Linked DNA regions of Mus musculus: all the other regions are linked to region 2. A link is a contact called in public ChIA-PET and HiChIP or PLAC-seq data. All regions are on one chromosome and are shown on one strand. Each heading gives the region's core, a stretch centred on a gene start, on an enhancer-like site or on the middle of the called end of the contact. The rest is flanking DNA. Distances are from core to core; before and after follow the strand shown.

What was found. ChIA-PET counts read pairs in DNA pulled down with a chosen protein or histone mark. HiChIP or PLAC-seq counts read pairs in DNA pulled down with a chosen protein or histone mark.
Region 1: an RNA polymerase II ChIA-PET map of effector CD8 T cells shows a contact between it and region 2, with 9 read pairs. The contact joins the promoter of Anxa11 here to the enhancer-like site in region 2. A contact is called at or near these places in 4 of 115 datasets of contacts at active chromatin or transcription factors (effector CD8 T cells, embryonic stem cells and memory CD8 T cells) and 3 of 9 other capture datasets (adipose tissue, liver and pancreatic islet).
Region 3: a contact with region 2 is called in an H3K27ac HiChIP or PLAC-seq map of microglia, with 2.8 times the contacts expected there. The contact joins two enhancer-like sites. A contact is called at or near these places in 2 of 484 Hi-C or Micro-C datasets (liver and natural killer cells), 3 of 115 datasets of contacts at active chromatin or transcription factors (bone marrow-derived macrophages, effector CD8 T cells and microglia) and 2 of 9 other capture datasets (adipose tissue and liver).

The regions. Positions count from the first base shown.
Region 1 is chr14:25,840,360-25,843,643 of GRCm38.p6, forward strand. It overlaps Anxa11 (annexin A11), which reads left to right and starts at 1,796. Exons shown (of 15, transcript NM_013469.2): 1 at 1,796-1,936.
Region 2 is chr14:25,638,866-25,642,183 of GRCm38.p6, forward strand. The region is part of intron 7 of Zmiz1 (zinc finger, MIZ-type containing 1); the gene reads left to right. Among named protein-coding and RNA genes, the nearest start is that of Gm52102, 21 kb to the right of the region's middle. Within about 2 kb of position 1,671, at least 130 of the 459 cell types and tissues checked have an H3K27ac peak or open chromatin away from gene starts, as enhancers often do. A contact at or near this core is called in bone marrow-derived macrophages, effector CD8 T cells, liver and 3 more, where this site is marked.
Region 3 is chr14:25,471,425-25,474,720 of GRCm38.p6, forward strand. All of the region lies in intron 1 of Zmiz1 (zinc finger, MIZ-type containing 1), which reads left to right. Among named protein-coding and RNA genes, the nearest start is that of Zmiz1, 14 kb to the left of the region's middle. Within about 2 kb of position 1,692, at least 170 of the 459 cell types and tissues checked have an H3K27ac peak or open chromatin away from gene starts, as enhancers often do. A contact at or near this core is called in bone marrow-derived macrophages and microglia, where this site is marked.

The DNA.
Region 1 (3,284 bases), core at 546-3,045, 200 kb after region 2:
TATCTATTTATTAAATGTTCTGCCTGCCTACAAGTCAGGAGAGGGCACTAGTCCTCATTACAAATGCTTGTGAGCCACCATGTGGTTGCTGGGAATTGAACTCATGACCTCTGGAAGAGCAGACAGTGCTCTTAACCTCTGAGCCATCTCTCCAGCCTGGAGGTTTTCTATGTGATGTTTTGTGTTAGGTTTCAAACCCTGGACCCTCAGAATTCCTCAGTCCTTACCTTACAGCCTGTGGCTGGCATACCCTGCCTTACCTTACAGCCTGTGGCTGGCATACCCTGCCTTACCTTACAGCCTGTGGCTGGCATAACCTGCCTTCTACCCACAACTCTGCAGGCCACGGTACAGGGCTGCTTTTCTCTACATAATATAATGATTTTAGTTACCCCTCCCCCTTTATTTTGTACCTTTAGCTTCTAGCTGCTGTACCTGGTTCTCCTCTCTCACCCATCTCCTTTCCCCTCCCCACTCTCCTCACAAGGCTCTGGGTCATGACCATTCTGGATTCTCCCAGATGTGTCTGCCTTTGACTATGTCTCTTTTTTCTCTACAATAAACCTTCTCCTTCACCATACCTAGGAGTAATCATGTTCCTCTGCTATTTATTTATTTATTTATTTATTTATTTATTTATTCATTCACTCTGAAACCTTAAGCCTGAGTTTCCCGCTGTGAGGCAGTAGCCTGGCAGGCTAGCTCATTCCGATCTGCTGGAGCAAGCAGACCACACCTGCCAACCAGGCTTCTTCCGGCTCTTACAGTCCACTGGGCTCCTAAAATGCAAATGACAAATGGCTTGTTTGCAAATCAAAAGTGGGCCATGAAAGAAGTGTACCCCAGGTGGGAGCTAGATAGTGAAGAATCCGTAAGGGGTGGGGGGAGATCCTGTGCAGTCTTCCGAAGAACCTGGTTGGTCCTGGGGCGTCAGTTGAAAGGACACTCGAATATAAAGTGAGGGGAAAAAAAAATACTGCAATCCTGTTTTATAAACAAATACATTTGCTTAAGCACAGCAAGCAACACAAACGTAGAAGTGTGTTGAACATCTGGAAGGAGGTGCCTAAATGTGAGCTGGGGAGAGTAAGAGACTTAATTTTTATTTTTAAATGTTACACAATCATACTCACTATACTACCTTTTTCTAAATAAACAACCAACGTGGGTCTTCTCCTGTTATTAACATATTAGTATTTTTGCTACAATAGATGTACCAATATTGATGCATTGTTATTAAATCTATATATGGTCCAGATGTCATTGTTTTTTTTAACTTAGTGTCCTTTTCCCAGGATCCCATCCAAGATGTCACATTACTTAGTTTTCATATCTCCATGTGACAGCTTCTCAGACTCCTCTTGTTTTGACAACCTTGAGAGTTTTGGACAGTCCTGAGTTCCTCAATTGGGGCTTGTCTGATATTTCTGCACGATTACTATGGGGTCATGTGTCTCCAGGAGGAAGACACCACACGACAGAAGATCAATATAAATTACCACTGCTGATGTTGGCCCTGGTCACTGGTTGAGGTGGTAATTTTTTCCATTGTGAAGTTTCCTCCTGCCGTACACAGTGACTGTTTTAAGTTTTTTTTCGCTGTCAAACTCCTGAAAATAAACACCCGCGAGAATGTCCTCTCATCCTGAGGTCTAGAGCGGCTTTGCTCCGGAAAGCTCGGGGCTTCCTACAAAGCTACCACTGAAGCGCAACCCTCACCTGTGGGCGTGGTCCCACGCACCCCGCCCCTCCAGAGAGGCTCCGCCCATCTCGTGCGGCTCCGCCCCGGGGCGACAAACGCGGCCGCGCCCGGAGAGTTTTCCGCCTTGCCGGCTCCTCCTTCGACCGTGCGCAGACACTCTCGGGTTAGGATCCAGGAAAGCGGGAGTAGGAAGGAGTTGCTATCCGAGCTCAGTGTCCCGGTCCCTGGTGCCAGGTGCGTGAGGGTCCCGGCGGGCGGCTTCCGCATGAGGGGTATTCGCGCGTGGCGTGGGGTGCAATGTTCCCCCGAGGACAAGGCCCGGAGTTGAACGGGGTCAGGGCAGGTGAGCCTGGGACCGCAGGGTCCCAGGGTGTGCGAACTTGGGGGTGACTGAGGTCTTACCTCAGTGCGCTTCCGGGAGAAGCTTGAGCGGAGCCCAGCGGGCCGAGAAAGCTGTCTTTGGGAACTTTGCTCCGGAACTGCAGGGCGCGGGTTCCTGGACCTGCCACCCTGGGTTTATATAAGGCAGGCTCCTAAGCGGTCCAGAGAATGCACGATTGTGCCAGATGCCGTGTTGCCTGCCTGTCTTCCTTACCGCGTATCCAGCTAGGATCCCTCTGCCCCTGCCCCCGCTTCTCGTTCCAGAGTCTTCAAGAACGCTTGCTTGAGCTTGGCAACCCGGACGTCCCGTGGGCTCAGGCCAGTCTCCTAAAGGCGTACAAGGTGTCAAACAAATCTGGGGGAGAATAGCTAAACTCATGCTGGGCACATTCTCTTTAGAGATTTTTCTCCCCGCCGGCTAATCAGTGGGCGTCCTTGGAGATTGGGTTTCCCAGACCCTACACCTAGAGTGTCAGCCTACCTGTCTGATCCCTTTACAGGATTCAACTAGCTTGCTCCCTGCTTGCTCCGAGGCTGCCTTGCCCCGAGGCTGCCTTATTGCGGAAGAAAGCTACAAATGCGGCCCTGGGTTGGGCTGTTCAACTTTGTTGATGGCGGTGTGTGTCATTGTCGAAAGGATGACTAGACTTGGACCCAGATCCTTGCGGGGAAGGGCCAGGTGTCTTGCTCACCCTCAGCCTGCTCCCATTATTCTCCTTCATTATTTTCTTGCTTCCGTCAGTTGTTGGGAATTCCTGGAGGATTAACAGGGCTGTTCCCCCAAGGCTTTGTCTGTTCTCGGGATTCTCTAGCTGGGGAAGCAAGGTGAGCTCACCCACACAGTCTGTTGCTCTAAGACAGGTGTCCACTTCGGATTCCTCCATCCCTTCCTGATACCTCATTAATTTCTGCACTGTAAAATGAGGGTAATTATAATTCTTATTTCATAGACTCACTGTGAGGATTGTGTGAGTTAATTTGTTGTCTTGTTAATTTGGGGTGGGGGTTGTTGTTGTTTGTTTGTTTGCTTGCTTTTGAAACAAGGTCTACCAATTTAGCATTGGCTGGCCTGGAACTTGCTTTGTAGACCAGTCTGGTCCCAAACTTCAATATCAAGACTCATACAGACCTCTGCCTCCTGAGTGCTGGGATTAAAGGTTTGTGCCACCGGCCAGCAAGTTAATATTTTTAAAAAAGCATT
Region 2 (3,318 bases), core at 421-2,920:
GCCCAAGTTCTTTCACCTTAGGCTGTGCTGTGCCTCTAACCAGAGCCCTTGACCTCTCTGAGCTCCTGAGGTTCCAAAAAGACATGGTGCTGCCCACCACCATGAGAGAAATGCAGAGAAGATCCAGGCTGCTCCCAAAGCACTTGATAAGAGTAGCTGTGACCCTGTGACGAGTATGAGCTAACTGTAGCTTGTAAAAGTCCTCAGCTTCTGTCTTAGCTTCACCGTTGACCATACCAAGGTCATCTTCCACTTAGCAGAAGCCACAGAAACATCCTATATCCCCCCACCCCCACCGTAACTCCAGGACAGAAGCTGTGTGTTACCTGGAGGATCTAGCCATTGCCTGGGCAGAAGGACACCTTCAGTGTCCCTGAGGTGATCTGGACTTTATCCCAACAACGTCTGTTTCCTCATCCCAGGTTTTTAATGAGTGGTTTAAAAAGCCATTTGTGATTAGCACATTGTCTCTATGCAAATCGGTGTCGCAAAGCTAATTAAGAGTCTAATAAATCTTGTTTATCTATTAATTTGATTACAATCAAAGCCGCTGGAGCCTCTGAGATCAAGGGTGAGCTCCTGCCTCCTCCAGGGCCAGGGATTTGCTACAATCTAAAGCGAGGCCCCGGAATGCTAGGTGGAGGCATGGCATGGCATGGGGCCGTGAGACTGGACACCAGTTTCTGACCCACAGTTTCCTCATCTGTGGGAAGAAGATTAGAACCAAGCCTGGTGCACGGGGATCCCCAGGGACTTGTATGGCCTCCAAACACTAGCCTGATTTCCTCTTGACCGGCTCTTCCTCCCTTCCCAGCCCCTTCAGAGCAAGCAGGGGCTGGGGGTGGGGCAGTGGTAGAGTATTGTTTTGCAAACCCAAGGCCCTGGGTTCGATTGCCAACACTATAGAAAGCGAAACCAAAGGGTACCAAAGATACAGGCTGTATCCCACTCAGGAGAGGTGTGTGCAGGAGGGTCAAAAATCCAAGACCAACCTGGGCTACATAGTGAGGCTGTGTCTCAAAACAAAAGGAAAAACACAAGTTGTATGAGTTGTTATTTTTTGCACAGCTGTACCAGGCTCTGTTGGTAGTAGGCTCTTCTTGCCCCCACCCCAGAAAATTATTTTTAACAAGAGAGCAAAAACGGCCACTGAGGTAGCCCAGTGGACAAAGGCACCTGACAACTACTTTGTTTGATCTCCTGGAACCAACATCATGGAGGGAGAGAACCAACTCCCACAGGTTGTCCTCTGACCTACGCATGTGTGCTGTGGCCTAGTGTTTCTACACACACGCACACACAATTCCCTTTTCCAAGACAGGGTCTTACTGTGTAGCTCTGGCTGACCTGGAACTCATTATGTAAACCAACCTGGCCTCTGGAAATTCACCTGCCTCTGCCTCCTGAGTGCTGGGATTAAACTTAAGCACCATCACACCATTTAATTAATTAGTTAATTAATTAATAAGAAAAGCTCAGAGGAGGAGCCTCAGGTCACTAACAGTGCTGATCACTGAGACTGGCCAGTGCTTACGCCTCTCCCAAAGGCCTGGCATGCATCTCCCAGAGCCCTTCTCCCTGACACCTTTTGCCACTCAGTCCCCTCCCACTCCAGTCCCTTTTCCCTGCTGGCACAGGAGCTTGGTTTGTCCTTGGTTTGCAGAGACAGGGGTGAGAGTCCAGGCAGAGGTGACACATCACAGGCCTGATGCTGTGGTTGCCTGTCAAGTCAGAGCCCTTAGAAGGCGATGAGTCACAGTGTGCTGGTGGATGCCACTTCTGTCGTGAGGCCTGGGTCCGCCCCCCTTGTGCCTGTCACTTGCTTCTCCAGCATGCGTCCAGCAGCCCCCGGGCCCTGTGCACACTAAGTAGATGGCCACCTTTGTTCTGAGACAGGGAACCTACTGGCCAGGCAGTGGAGAGCCCACTTGGGAAATGTTGGCTAGCTTTGTACTCTGTCAGTGGTAGGCAGAACAGGAAAAGGTGGTTTCCTCCCACAAGGCCCAGCCATGGTGCTGAGGGTAGTAGGGGCCTTAGATACAGTAGCCTGGGAGCCAAGATGATGAGAGACAGGGGGCCCCCCTCCCCCCTGGACCTGTCCAGCTGCTTGTTAAAACCTGAATCAAATCTTCACGAGCCTGGAAGGTGGTAGGGAGTTTGTAAAGCAGTTCTGAAGGGTGGGGTGTGGTGGGGGAAAGACAGACTTTTTTGCTTTATTCGGTCACTCGAGATCGGTCACTCGAGAACCTCTGTCCAGCATACCAGAGCTGGGAATCCAGAAGGATAATGGATGGCCAGAGGTCTCCCTTTTCTGTGAAAACACGCTCTGCAGGGTGTCCCAGCCAGGTACTTTATGCCATCTGTGGCTCAGCCCCTCCCTTCTTGCCTGGCCACAGGCCTCACTTTCACAAGCTGCATTTAGTCCTCAGTCAGCCACCTGTGCTCCTGGGCCCTGCTCCTGAGCCATGCCGTTTCTCTCTCCAGTCTAGCCCTGATATCCCCCTCCTTGGACACCAAGAATACTGAGCCTGCTTCACTCTTATCCTCTTGGAGAATGTGCTGCTCAGACCCCAAGGCCTGTGCTCACATTGTGTTCTTGACTGAGCCTCTTGGTACTGATTCTTAGTCCACAGTGGCCGGTGTGTTGAGAGAACAGTATTTATTCATCTGCACTGTGGTTGTTTTTTTTTTTAAGATTTATTTATTATATGTAAATACACTGTAGCTGTCTTCAGACTCCCCAGAAGAGGGCATCAGATCTCATTACAGATGGTTGTGAGCCACCATGTGGTTACTGGGATTTGAACTCAAGACCTTTGGAAGAGCAGTCAGTGCTCTTAACTACTGAGCCATCTCCCGCCTGTGTTTTGTGTTGTTTAGTTTGGGTTTAGAGTTTAGGGTTATTGTTTTGTTTTGTTTTTGAGACGGGGCTTCATACAGCCCAGGCTAGACCCAAACTTTCCATGTAGCCAAGGATAACCTTGAACCTCCGATTCTCCCGTCTTCTCCTCTGAGATAATAGGGTAATTGTAAATATTTCTCTCCGGGCGTGTCTGTGCAGTGATGGAGAGCAAAGCATAGGCTTCGTGCATGCTAGGCAGGCACTCTCCCAACCAAGCTACGACCCCGTTTGTCACTGTGTTCTGCTCCCTCATGCTACTGAGCACCAGGACCCACTCCTGTATTTGGACAAGGCATGAGGGCATGTGCTCAAAAATGAGAGTGCCCCAAGGAAGACTTGCAGGGTCAGCTAGTGAGGGATGGGTTCAGGACTAATTTCCAGGTCGGCGGATACCTGACCAGGCAGCAGGGGCCAGA
Region 3 (3,296 bases), core at 442-2,941, 170 kb before region 2:
ACTAGCAAGGTGCTGGGTGCGCCTACCCTAGCGCTCTGGCCTCCCTCTGCCTCCATTCTCCACTCTCTGAGGCTGGCCTTCTCCCTGCTGGACCAAGTGCATGCAGGATGGGGAGACGACAAGCAAAGCAGCAACCTGTGCGCAGTTCTCAAGGTTCTTAAAGCCTTCATTCACTTAGGCTGCTTCCCTGGGACAGTTAGGGAGCGTCTCTCACTAGCCTGAGAACCGGGCTGTGGATTTGTCCAGTCCCCAGTCCTGTTCCCCTCGGAGAGAGTGGTTATCTAGAATCCTTTAGGGTTGTCACCTGTACTGTCACTGCTACAGTACCTACTCTGTCAGCACGCCCATTAGACACTTGAAATTGGGAAGGGGCCTGGGCATCTGGTCCACACTTTGCATTGTGGTCTCGATCTTCCTTTTTGGTCAGTGATCAAGCCTTCATCTTCTCTGCTTTCTGTGCTGAGTTCTAGTCCCCCCACTACCATTTTCTCTCCCTCCCTCCCCTCTTTCCTTCATAGTACTGGGGATCAAACCTGGAGCTTTAGCCACGCTAGGCAAGTACTGTACCACGGAGGTCCCCTCCCGGACTTGATGAGACTTTCTGAGGTTCAGGCCTGGCATTCACTGTACAGCTGAGGATGCCTTGAATTCTCCAACCTCCAGCTGCCATCTTCCAAGTGCTGGGACCATAGGCAGGTCCCACACATATGGGTTATTCAAGGTTGGGGGTCAAATCCAGAGTCATGTGTCTTAAGCTACATGCCAATCCCTACTAATTTCTTATTTGGTGACAAGGTCTCTCTTGGTTGCCCAAGCTGACCTTGAACTGACACTCTGCAGTACAGGTGGGGCCTTTCACTTCCCTTTCACCTGTCTCAGCCTCCCAAGCAGCTGAGCCACCAGGCTCACACAGCACACTGCAGCTTTTGAAGGTGAGAGGTACCTCAAGGCCGGAGCCTTGACATTTTCTCTAGCCTCTTCATTCGGTCTGGTGAACGTCTACTCATCCCTGAGAAGTCAGGTCAAAAGCTGTACCCCTGAGCTTGTCCCCTGATAGTATCAGATGCTGGGAAGGTTCTCCACTGAAGGCTCTCCCTCCTCCCTCCCCTCTGCTCTCTTTCTTAGTTGCTTGCTATCATCCTAGGCTGGGGCTGGGACTGGGTCTCCCTTCACACTCCCTTTCTCCGTCCGTCTGTCCGTCCATCCATCCCTGTCCTCACAGGTTGGCCCAGGGCCTGCACAGAGGAGGTAACAAAAACATTTCAGTGTATTCCTGGAGCAGTAGCTAGTTACTATGGAAACAAGGAAGTGTTGCAACTTCCTGAACTTGAGGTTGGGGTCAGAGAAGGCAGCTCTGTCTTGGTTCCATGAGATGGACCCAGGATGACTGTCCTGGGGTTCTTCCTAACTCCAAGTTGCCTGTGGCAGGCACTTTCCAGTCTCTGAGCCTCAGTTTACCCTTCAGGAACATGTAGGCATGGGGATACTTAGCTTGCTGTCTTAATCTGTCTTCTCATGTGACAGGTGGTCCCTTTGCCCTCTTCAGGCCTGTCTCCCACTTTTGCTCATCTATTTCCCTAAAAAGATATGTCATCAAGTGTCTAGATCCAAGTGTCTGTAGCCTGATTGCCCTTGCCTGCACCTTGAGACTGCAGGGACACAAAGAGGGAAGTCCCCACAGCCAGGGTTGCAGAGAGTAGAGCACGAGGTGGGTGGAGGGGTTGTCAGCAAACCAGGCCAGCTGACTCTGGTCTGAGCCAGCACATGCCCTGGGTCATTTTCCCTCGCCCTGAAAGTGGCCTGAACCAGTATGGGTCAGGGTGGCCCTTAACTTTGCTGGACACTGCCAGTTTTGCCTTCTGGTGTCATGCTATGGGGGGACCCTGCCCTGCCCTGTCCCAAGTAGCCTCAGAGGATGTCCCCTGCCCACAGCAGTAGGTGAGCAGCGTGTTCTCACTGTTTCCTCTCTCTGCCTGATCGCTCAGAGTCTCAAGTCAGCCAAGCTCAAGCTGCAGCCTCCCCCGCAGCCCTGCAGCCCAAGCAGGTGCATTTGAGCTCAGCCTTGTCCACACAAGACAAAGAAACCAGACTGAGAGTCAAGCAGCCCAACCCAGCCCAGGCACCCACTGCTGTGCATAGCTGACCCCAGGCTAAATCGACATCAGACTTTGGCTGCCCCACACCCACTTTGGGCCCTTTATGCCTTTAGAGGTAGACCAGGTTTCCCCCAGGTCTGGGACTAGTAGGGCCTGGAGGAAATGGTTTCACATCTTCTCCAGCTCAAATTACTGATCTATAAAATAGGAAGGGAGTGAGGCTGAGTAGGCTGGGGCAGGCTGCCTGAGTTCTCTGGAGCCCAGTTACACTCAGTGGGCAGGCAGTTGCAGGCTAGAGTCTGGAACCTGGAGACATCTGGGAATTTTTTGGGGGGTGGTGGTGGGAAATATAAGTCCAAGTGCTCTGGTGTATGTAGCTCAATAGTAGAATGCTTATCTAGCAGTCTGAGGTTCAAAGTTCTACTCCAACATGAATGAAGTGGGAAGGGAGGGAGAAAAGGAGAGAAGGGAGGAAGGGAGGAAGAGAGGAAGAGAAGGAGGGAGGGAGGGAGGGAGGGAGGGAGGAGCAATGCTGTTTTGTTTTTGTTTTTGTTTTCTGTCTTAGGGAACCAGCAGTCACTCGAATAGGTCTTCCTTCCCTTCAGTTCCCAGCTGTGTTTCCTACCCCTGGAAACAGCCCTGACCAGAGTCTACTAACTAGTTAGTCACTCACTCCTGCTACCTCACAGCCTCGTGATCTGGACAAGCCCTATGCTCTCCCTGCATTGTGGGACCCTGAGTCCATGCCTGCGTCTGGAATGCTGTTGGAAGCCTGTTCGTGCCTTTTTGTTACCAAGTAGGCAGAATCCTCACACTAGACGCCCCCCTCCCCCCCAACCCCACACAGGTTTCATGTCAGGTCTCCCTTCTGGAAGAGTCTCACTTTGTGGGTGACAGCGGGTCTGTGTTTCTTGTTGAGGCTAGGAGATCACCTCAGATCATTCCTCAGGCGCCATTCATCTTTTCCTGTTAAAGGATCTGCTATTAGTGAGGAGACATTTGTGTGCCTGGTGTGTGCTTATGTGGATGCGTATGCTACGGTGCATGTATGGTGGCCAGAGGGTCTATGAAGTCGGGATTGTGAAGTGCTGGGATTGAACTCAGGCCACGAGGTTTGTACAGCAATACCCTTTACCAGCTGAGCCATCTACTCGGACCCATTGAGGTTGTTTTGGTTTGGCTTTGAGTGGGAGTCTCTCA